Regions from separate parts of the Gossypium hirsutum genome. Here region 2 is linked to region 1. Evidence: chromatin contacts called from public Hi-C data. All regions are on one chromosome and are shown on one strand. Each heading gives the region's core, a stretch centred on a gene start, on an enhancer-like site or on the middle of the called end of the contact. The rest is flanking DNA. Distances are from core to core; before and after follow the strand shown. Region 1 holds the start of LOC107929391. Region 2 holds the start of LOC107934092 (transcription factor KUA1).

Region 1 (5,282 bases), core at 1,132-3,631:
AAACATTTAAATAAATGTTTCCCAACAAATTGAAAATAAATTAAAAAATATATAAAAGAAACACTAACATAGGTATAACTTAACAAGCAAATGCCTCTAAAATTGTAACAAAATTAATAATAAAACAAGAGTTATATAATATCCAAACAATAACAACAAAATAGTAGTAACATAATAGTGAAATTGTAGCAAAACAGTGAGAAAATAATAAGAAATTTTTTTGCTAATTTGGGCTAGGTTGAGCCCAGGCCAAAAAAACCTTACTCGAGACTCAGCCTAATTTTTAAATTAGCATTATTTATTTTGCCTGAACTCATTTTTCGGACTAATATTTTTACTCAAAACCTTTCACTTTTTGAACGGGTCTTTAGGTTGGACTGAGTGAATCGACCTATGAACAGGTCTACCCCAAATCCATCAAATCATATTACGTGGGGGTTATAATTTTCTTTTTAATTTAAAATATTTCTAATTTAAAATTTAATGTCTAAAATTAGATTTTCTTTTTGGGTTATAAATGCACCTCCTTAAAAAGAAACACATAATCTATTTTTCAGATTATTTAGAAATTATTTAAATATGAAATTTAAATTTCAGATTAATTTAGAAAAGTAATTTACATTTTTGTTTATGTGAGATGAAACCATGTCGACAGTTTCAATAAAGATGTGACACGTGGTAAATATGAATTTTAAAAAAAATTAATGTTGTACAATTTTTCTTTTTGAAAAATCTTTGAACTTATCGCATTAGATGATGGTTTAGCTAATGGTTAACACATGGTGACATGTGTTGAAGAAAAACTAAAAGGGAATTTTAAAACAACTGTGTCAAATGACATGTTTAGTAGGAATATAACACATTGTAAATCTTTACAGAAAATTATAAAAATTAATTATGTCATGTCAGATGACAGTTTTAACTTTTTAAGATTCTAATAACAGATACAAAATTAAGAAATAGATTATACTAAGAAATACATTTAGTTTGACAAGGGATATAATTAAAGATTAGTGCCTTATTTTTATGAAGTAGATTTGGGAGACACTAGAAAATTATAGTCCTCTTAGCACATAGACTGTTGAATGGATGAGACAAGATCATCATAAATGAAATTTCTGACATAATATGTAAGTGCATAACCTTGTTGGTCCAAAAATGTTCTATGAGTTATTTATATATATTTTTAGGGGATTCCTTAGCACTTCATTATGTTATTATCTTTTAAGTAAGAAGATGTATAATTTTTACCAAATATAAAATTATTTATATGAAATAAAATTTGAATTTAAGATTTTAAAATTTTCAAGACCTTAACCTTGACATCAAGTCATAACTTTATTTACTACAAGTTTATTTTTTAAAAATTGTTATCAATGATAATTATTTTTGTTTTCACTTTTTCTTTACTTTTTTTTTTCTTTTTTAATTATTTTTTTATGTAAATACATGTTAAATATTTAAAATTTACTTTAATTATAATATTAGGTTAAAATATGACTGAATTATACATAAATTTAAAGTATTTATTTTTAATTAAAATAAAAAATATTTTTTATATAAAATAATTCAAAAATATTAAAATAAATCAATGAATAAACTAAATAGAAGATACATGGATAAATGATAGTAAGAGTATACTTATCTTTTCTTTTTTTTTTTTACTAAATTTGAGGTGGTAAGTATTTTTCATTACAATCTTAACATTTAATCTATTGATTATCAGGGTTGAATTTTCACCCCAAATCGTGAATTCGAGAGAGGGTAAATGGCAAAAAAAAATGTTTTTTAATCTAAATTTTATTTCTTTTTAAAAAAATATAAAGTTGAACGTATTAAAATGTTAAGAATTAATCATCTTATAAAAAGTAATTTTTAATTTTTTTTGAACTGAATTCAGTGGTTTATAGATGAAGTTATTCACATATTTGTTACCAATTTTGGCCTGAAGCCAAACTTCCAAAAGTAGTACATTAGAGTTGTGGTTTTTCAAACTTGTTTGGGTCGAAATATTTATCCAGATTTAAAGGTTTGCTTGAAATTTAAGATAGTTTGAATAAAAAGATTAGATTAAAAAATTAAACTCATTTAAAATATTGATAAATTTTGAACTTAAATATTTAACAATTAATTTCAACCCTAATCCGATCTATTTTTAAATTTATAGTATTTTATATTATACTATTTTTATATATTATATAATTTACTACACATAAAAATTAAATTAAATCTGAAATAATATATAGCGATAATGTAAATATTAAAAAAATTTAAAATAAATATAAATATAGAGAACCCCCAGTTCATGAAGACCTCTACCTTTTACTGCCGGTACACAACGTAAATAAATGGAACATCAAGCCTAAAAAATTCATAACATAAAAACCCGGTCCCCGGGTGATCTCGCTTTTGTATAAGTGACCTACGAAAAAAAATAAAGTTTATTTCTTCAACGAACATATTTGATATTTCTTTCTTCTTCCTTCTCATCTTTCAGGGTTGCTCTTCCTTTGCTCCGCCACTTCCTCCACCGCGCTTTGTTTTCTTTCTCAATTTCTCATCTTTTAAGAAGTGTTGGTCGTTTATGTGCAGTTGTTTCTTTGTTCGCTCTTGTTTTGTTATTTTTTTATGGCTACTGCACCGATAAAGTCTCAGCCTTTACACAACTTCAACTTTCCGTTTCTTAAATGGGGGACCCACGGAGGTGGTAGTTCATCCGCTGCCACCGCCGATCACAGCCGTTCTCCTGAATCCGACTCGGACCACGACCGTCTTCGTCCGACGCGTGTTGGGTCACGCTCCACCCGCATTCACCGCTCATCCTTTCCTCCACCACCGAAAGCCATCAAACAAATCCACCGCGAAGAAGAACAACGACAGCAACGAGAAGAAGAGTCGTCAAAGCCGCGAGAAAATGAAGCTGAAGAAGATGAGGAGGAGACTGTGCAGAGACCATGGAATTTGAGACCTAGAAAAGTGGTGATGGAGACGTCGGCGGCGGTAGTGACATCGGCGGCGGAAAAGACGAGTGAAACGGTGGGGCCGAAGTCGATGAGATTAAGGGGTTTCGCTGAAAATGGGGGAGTTGCGGAAAAGAAAGAAAAAAGGAAGTTCTGGATAGCTTTATCAAAGGAAGAGATTGAGGAAGACATCTTTGTTATAACAGGATCAAGACCTGCAAGAAGGCCCAAGAAAAGGCCAAAGAATATTCAGAAACAGCTTGATGTAAGGATTAATATTTCTGGGTTTTCGTTTTTCATTAATTTTCTGATAATCATTTAATCTATCCTCTTTTCTTTTTTTTTTTTGGACTTTTTAGAATGTTTTCCCTGGGTTATGGTTGGTTGGTACGACGGCTGATGCTTACCGTATTGCTGATGCTCCTGTTAAGGTTTGTTGCTTTATCTAAATTTTCATGTGAACTTGTTTGTATTTAGGATTTCCGTAGCTCATAACCGAAATCTCTTTTAACTTGTTTATCTGCAGAAATAGATCTATTGTTAGATGCAAAACAGATTACAAAATATGAAAGGTTGTCTCTAAATTTCTTTTAACTTTGGGGGATTTTTTTAGTTAAATTTCAAAGTCTGCAGCTGAAATAGTTTGGTGATGATGGTGTTTGCAGGGGATGGATATGGTATTAGTGAACTTGCAAATCTGGGAGCTTTGTAGGGGTATGGCACATTTGAGACCTCAATTTTTTTGTGGTATAATGAAAATATGACTTTTGTAAAGGAAAAGCATGAGAAGATATTTAATTTCTTATATGTGTTGTGCAAAGGGAAGAGTAGGGTTAGAGTTTTAGTTTAAGAAACCAAATATGAACAGGAATATGGATGAAATAGAGAGAGTTTCTTTCAAAGCTTTTGATTTCGCTATGCCAAATAAGTATTCCGATTCTGGGGTGTTGGGTTTTGTAGATTTTCTAATTCGTTGATTGCTTACGATGTTTGACAGGCTTCCCTACATCGGTGGGGGGCAGAGTTTCAAGCTGTGTAGTTAATTTGCAATCCGTAATTGGATGATTAACTTTAATATTGAGGGTACTACATTCTTCCTTTTATCTGGAAGAGCTCCTTCCTCTATACATATGAGTTTCGCAAGGAGGAACACTTTGAGAAGGTTCTAATTTTAGTTGATTAATATATATATATTTGCTTTGACTAAATATGACATCTTAGCATGAAGAAATCTTTATTGTTGTTGCTATATTATGCATTTTGATTTGGTCAAAATTGAATGGCAGTTGACAAGATAAATTCTATACATCTTACAAGACAATTTGAATGGCCCAAGTTTGAATATTTTGTCAGCTTGTGTTTCATGTAGGATCTTTAAGCACTTGTGAGATGATAATAAAAAAGGAAGCTTGTGTTTCAGTACTGACAGGACCTTAAAAATCATCTTAATCTCTTGAAGTAACACATTATTATCCACTGGCTTCTTTTTCTATGATTTGGCGATGGATTGTTGTGTGAAAACTTCTTATATCCAAAGCAAACATAATAGTGTCATATTTGTTCTGTTTTTTCTGTCAACAAGCCTCTGTTTTGATGTCTTAATAGTTAGTAAATTAGAAGCATATTCATTACTGATTACCAGAAAAAGAGTGACCTTTTATAAAGTTGAAAGTGCCTAGTTTTGCTGGATGTTTTATCTGATTCTTGCCCAAAAGAGAGGAAAATAAAAGGAAAATCATTAATCCTGCCATTTTTGCTATGAATAATTAACAAGTATACAACTATAAACCAATATTTTAAAAGATTATATCTCACTTCATCTCCAAATCTTTCCAATAGCATAAAACTTTACAATAATCTATATTATGACTTAAATTGTATTTTGTTTTTTTATTCAAAAAATGAGTAAATTAATCTTTATACATTAGATCAAAGAGTATATTTTCTTTTTATTAAAAGTTCCTTTCATTTCTATTATTAAAAATTAGTATGGTTGATGGAATAATTAAATAATTACACATTGCATGACGTGTGTATCTCATGATGATGTATAAAGATTAGTTTTTAATACTAAAAATAAATAGAATTTTTAATAAAAGTACTAGTTTGTTTTTTGATCTAAAATACAATGACTAATTTGCTCATTTTTTGAGTAGAGAGAGCAAAATGCAATCCACTTCTTAGTACAAGAGTCTCCACGATGCTTTTACCTTATACCGTGTAATGTTCTTTCAGTTTTCATATTTTATCCTAATTTCTTCAAAGTATTATTACATGAAGAATATCTTTTTATTAATTTAAGAAAACATGGAGCATTCTTAA
Region 2 (5,282 bases), core at 856-3,355, 140 kb before region 1:
GGTGGAATACTCAACTGGTCATTACTCTGTGTTTCAGCATGTGGATGGTTAGCAGAAAACAAATCCTGTGATGCCATTGGAGTGTCACTTGACTGCAAGAAATAAAGAAGAAAAAGATCTCTTACACAACTAGAAAAGCAGTCAAATTGGATGGATATAAAATGTATCCAGGACTGTTCGTAAGCAAATAGGTATAAACCTATACTTAAAGAACAAGCTAAGCTAGCTGTATTATATAGGAGTTTCCTTTGATACGAGTACAAAGCAAACCATTTCTTCTGAAGCAAAAATTTCACAAACAAATGAAAGAAATCTCAGTGGTATGTCCACGATCCTAGTCATATCTACATTATTAAGTTCTCAAGGTTTAAAGTAGTTGGAAGTTGAAATAGTCAACCAAAAACCATCAAGTCAATTAGTCAAATTAGTAATTCATACAAGATATGGCAACTGATGTATCATTATAGAGAAAATGGTACTAACTTCATCTGCTACGATATCAAAGAGGCTAGAACGTCTTTTTCTCCTAGAAACATTGGACTGCCTGATGAAATATTTCTGAGCATGGCTAGCCACTTGAGTAGGAGTCCTTGATATAACATAATTGCGCGAGATTCCACGCCAATCACCTTTCCCAAGCTTCTGCAGACCAAGGAGAAACATCCTATGCTCCTCTTCTGTCCAAGGAACACCTGCAAAACAAATATAACTCAGATTCAAGAATCTCAGAGGAAGTACACCCATGTTTTATCCTATTGCTTCAACGTTTCATTAACAAGGAAAAAGGCACCTAGTCATTGTCACACCACGTACTTAGACCATTATTCAATGTCTTCTGGACTTCTCATTCCCCCAATGTCTATGATCAAATTTTTGAAGGATTATCGAATACTAGAACAATGTAGACGGTCACCAGGCACAAAATGAAACCCATTTTATCACCACCAAAACTCAGTGATATCACATCTGATAACCATTCTTTTGGACAAGATTTAACCCAACAAATTTCATGTTATAGCATAAATTATAATATAAAAATTACTAAAATCCATAACATCTCGATAATGAACTATGAAACCCATTTCTTGTTTTTCAGCAGCCCACCTCACTATATTCAAAAAATAAAAAATAAAAAAACAACCCCCTACTCTAACCAGAAGAATGAACTATAAATTAAGTCCAAAACTAACCAGAAATGCCATAACTTACTTTAAATCCTTAAACTTCAGAAATTTTATATTTAATCAGAAAAAAAAATATTTGTAAACAAATCCAACGTGATCACTGAAAAAAATATTTGTAAACAAATCCAACGTGATCAATGTGCACAAAATAAATACATGGAAGTTTTAAGCCAAAGAAAAGACTTCAAAAGTATTTGGAAGGTTTTCTTCTGTAGCTTATATAGTCTTACACTAATCATCCACAGAATAAAAACATAAATAATAGGCAAATAAAATTAATCCATCGAAAAACTGAAACCTTTTTTCCTTTCACGACTCGAAGACGACCCGGGGACGAAATCCTCAGAAGCATAACCATCGGTGTGATCCGGACCCTCACCGGGCGAACCCGACCCGTTCCCGTTATGCGCGCCAGAATTCGACCCGGAATATTGGCTTAAGTTGCCCATACTGGCGCTCTTCCGAATCGACCCGTCAGTCAAGCGGACTCCGAAGAGTTTGACCCCTCGGTTCGGACATGTCCGAGAGTTGTGGCCGTTGTGGCTGCAATGTGAGCAGCGACGCGTCATTTTTCACGGCCGAATAGATTCGTTTGGGATCAGATCAGAATGAAAATTAAAGCGATGAATGTCAACCGGATCTTAGAGAATCCGGATCCGAACCGCATGTGGATTAGGGCTGTGGTTTTGAACCAGAAAACAATTTTCCTTTAGTTTTTCTTATCTGGCTCCTCCCCTCTGGCTGTGTTAGCAGGTGGGAGAGAGAAAGAGGGATAAACAATATCCATATCGCATGTATTTATTTATTCAATTGCAAAAGGAAATCTAATGATCTAGTGCTTCGCGGAGTTTATTGTTGGAGATTATCATATTTTATCTTTAACCGTTGATATGGTCAACAATGGTGTGCCATCATCATACGTTTGGTGTGGGGAGCTGACTTCAACAAGACTTGAGACCATTCCCATTTTTTTTCTTCTTTTAGCGATAAATAGTTTAATCCCATGTTGTCTCTCCATTTTCTAAATATAATTTTTTATTATATTTTCAATTATTAATAAAAAAGTAATTTGGAAACGGTATTAATAAAAACTGTCAGAAAATAAGTGACGTATTCTTTCTTCTCAGCTTTTTTTTATTTCTTTATTTTATTTGAGAAACTATCGATTAAAAAATATAAATGAATGGTATGACACGTGTACGGCGGAGAGGTTAATTGGAAGGAAACGTAATCTTGGTCTGGGATCCAAAAACCCAAAAGGGTTGGTGAGATGTGTATGGGCCGTACGCGTGGAGATTCGCCATTTGCAAAATGGCATATTCTAGGGCATTAAAGCTTCTAGGATAAGTCATCGTCATAAATTATTTTTATCACACAAAAAGCTTTATCCACTTTATCCAAAGCCGCGGACATTTTCTAAATACTGGCTTTTTATAATTATAGCAACATATTTAAATATATATATTCACTCCCATAAAAAAAAGAATAAATTATACTAAAATTCATTCTAAAACTGTATTTAATCATTTTAATTAATATAATTATTTAAATTAGTCATTGCAATTATAAATTCTATTAATTAACTAACAGTGGCATTTATTTACTTATAACTAAAATTAACAACTTCTCTCCAATTAATCTAAAATATATATTTTTTAGTCTTGTTGTCCATTTCCTTGGTAACCTCTTGTCCTGTTGTGATAGCATGGGAGGTGGGCATGACCAGATGGTCGGTCAGGTGATATGAGTTAAAAAATTCGATAAAAAAATAATTACAGGAGAAACTAAAAAATTAAAATCAGAATAATTAAAATTTAAACTTTTAAATATAAAAAAATAAATTAAAATCTAGTATATAGTCGGTGTTTTATAGATAATTGTGGAGGGTAGTGAAACAAAATGATTTTAGGTGAAGTTTTGTGGGGCCAGAATGTTAAAGGAGGGGTGATATTTGGATGGAAATAATTGTGATGAAGATACGACAAACAATTATTTATGATAAATAGATATTAATGAATGAATTATCCTTTTCTCACTCGTAAGTTTTTTATCAACTTCCTCTTGGGTTTGGGTTTAGTTGGATAATCTATCCAACTTTAGCCAGGGGCTAAATTTTAATCACATTAATATAAGGACAGTGGGTAGGGACTCCACCGCTTTAAAATGCTAATTTTAATTCACATTTTAAATTTTAAGTTTATATATAATAAAATTATTTTTTTTATTTTTAAAAATAATGAACATGTTTCTTATCACAGTCATTACTCAAAAGTGTATTTTAGAATGGGTTAAATGTATATTTTATTTTATAAACGTGTTTTTTAAAATAATTTTATATATTTTTGTAATTTTAAAATAATAATATAAAAATTGATAGTTTTAAAATGAAAATCAAGTAGTTTAAAAAAATTTAGATTTTTTTTTATTTCTATGATATTTTTATAATTTTCAAAAAAGAATCTTTATTCCTCAATAAAGCCGTCGACTTTGCTCATTTCTGCTTGGAACCATTCATCTGATTTCCCACTCCTTTTTTGTTATCCTGAATAGATCATTCATTTGTAAGTTTAATTCACTTTATTTCTGTACTTTCTTCTTTGTTTTTGCTTTAGAAATTGTGGGGCAAAATTATTTTAGTTTCATCATGTTTTCAATTTTTTTTTTTAGTCTTTTAATATTTTTATTGAAAAAAAACTTAATTTTAATCAATTATTATGAACTTTAAGGGTAAAAGAAAATATAATTGGTGGAAATTTCTATGGATTTTCATATCCTTAACTTGTTTCTTTAGGGAAATATTTAAGAAAACATTTTCCTAGTTGTTATTGTTATACATTATTATGTCATGATTTTTCTTTAATTCGTTGAGGTTTGGTAAATTATTTTATCCATTAGTATTATTTTTTATAGAATAATGATTTGAATTCAGTTAATTTTGAGTAAGTGAACACTTAATCAATAGATCAAAACTTGAGATTTATTTAAAGTGAACACTTAATCAATAGATTATAACTTGAGATTCATTCATTCATTAATATTTGATTTGATGAAATTTTTAATTTTTAAAGTATCTAAAGATACTTTTCTCCAATAAAATATAAAATAACTAAAAGAAGTTTAAAATGAATGTTGATAAATATATTCTATCCAAAATTATTTTGGACCTGAAATAATAATTTACATTTTTATTACATTTTAATGATTTTTTATATTTTTTTCAAATATTATATTTTTAATGATTTTTATAAAAATTATTAATGCTGTCCATATGTCATAATGTGAGGCTACAACCTGATATTGTTTTATTAGCTACTGGTGCCACATCATCCTATTTTAATATTATAAAAAAAGAATTAAATTAGTCTTTTTACTATTAAATGAATCAATTTAGTCATTGTATTATTAAAAAGAATTAAATAATATCAAATTTCAACAGAGTTGAACCCCATGTGATGGCGTGATGGTTAAGGTATTCATCGCTTCAAGTGTGGCTTGTGTTCGAACCGTGTTAGTCGTGTTTGTTGTTCGGGCTTTGTCTTATTCTTGTAATTCACCAAAAAATCATTAGTGCTAACATTTACTGTTTTAAAAAATGTCATTTACCATTCAACAGAGTTATATCTTGAGAGCTTTTTATGATTCTATAAATGAAATGTTTTGTTTGGAGTCGAATCATAAATGAAAAAAATGATTTCCATGTCATTTTTTAAACAATAAATGTATTTTTGTTTTAATTTGACATTACCTGATTCTTTTTAATAATATATATCATATTGTTTTACTACATATATGAAAAAAAAGGCTAAATGAGGCTTATAGGCCTTTTTTTAATTAGAATTTTACGCTGGTTTTAAATTTAATTAGGGATATAGGTCGATTTTACGAGAAAGCATGTGTCCAGTTGGATGAGCTTTTTGGAAAATGCAACCAATTAGGTGTGCTTTCCATAAAGCTCGTCTAGTTAGATGCACTTTTCAATTCTCTCTCCTGGGGTTAGGGTTTTTATTTTATTAGAGTTAGGGTTTTTATTTTAAGGGTTTTGAGTATTTTGAAAGTGTTCAGGGTTTTTGATGAAAATTTTTAAGTAGTTTTGAGGGG

The links. A called contact is a pair of places that touch in the nucleus more often than the background predicts.
Region 2: a Hi-C map of leaf shows a contact between it and region 1, with 2.2 times the contacts expected there. The contact joins the promoter of LOC107934092 here to the promoter of LOC107929391 in region 1. A contact is called at or near these places in 3 of 34 Hi-C or Micro-C datasets (callus, hypocotyl and leaf).

What each region holds. Positions count from the first base shown.
Region 1 is chrA08:114,485,407-114,490,688 of Gossypium_hirsutum_v2.1, reverse strand. LOC107929391 reads left to right here and starts at 2,381. Exons shown (of 4, transcript XM_016860798.2): 1 at 2,381-3,225; 2 at 3,320-3,391; 3 at 3,487-3,532; 4 at 3,626-4,168. The coding sequence starts at 2,629. The coding sequence ends at 3,492.
Region 2 is chrA08:114,625,788-114,631,069 of Gossypium_hirsutum_v2.1, reverse strand. It overlaps LOC107934092 (transcription factor KUA1), which reads right to left and starts at 2,105. Exons shown (of 3, transcript XM_016866442.2): 1 at 1,483-2,105; 2 at 484-692; 3 at 1-92. The coding sequence starts at 1,753.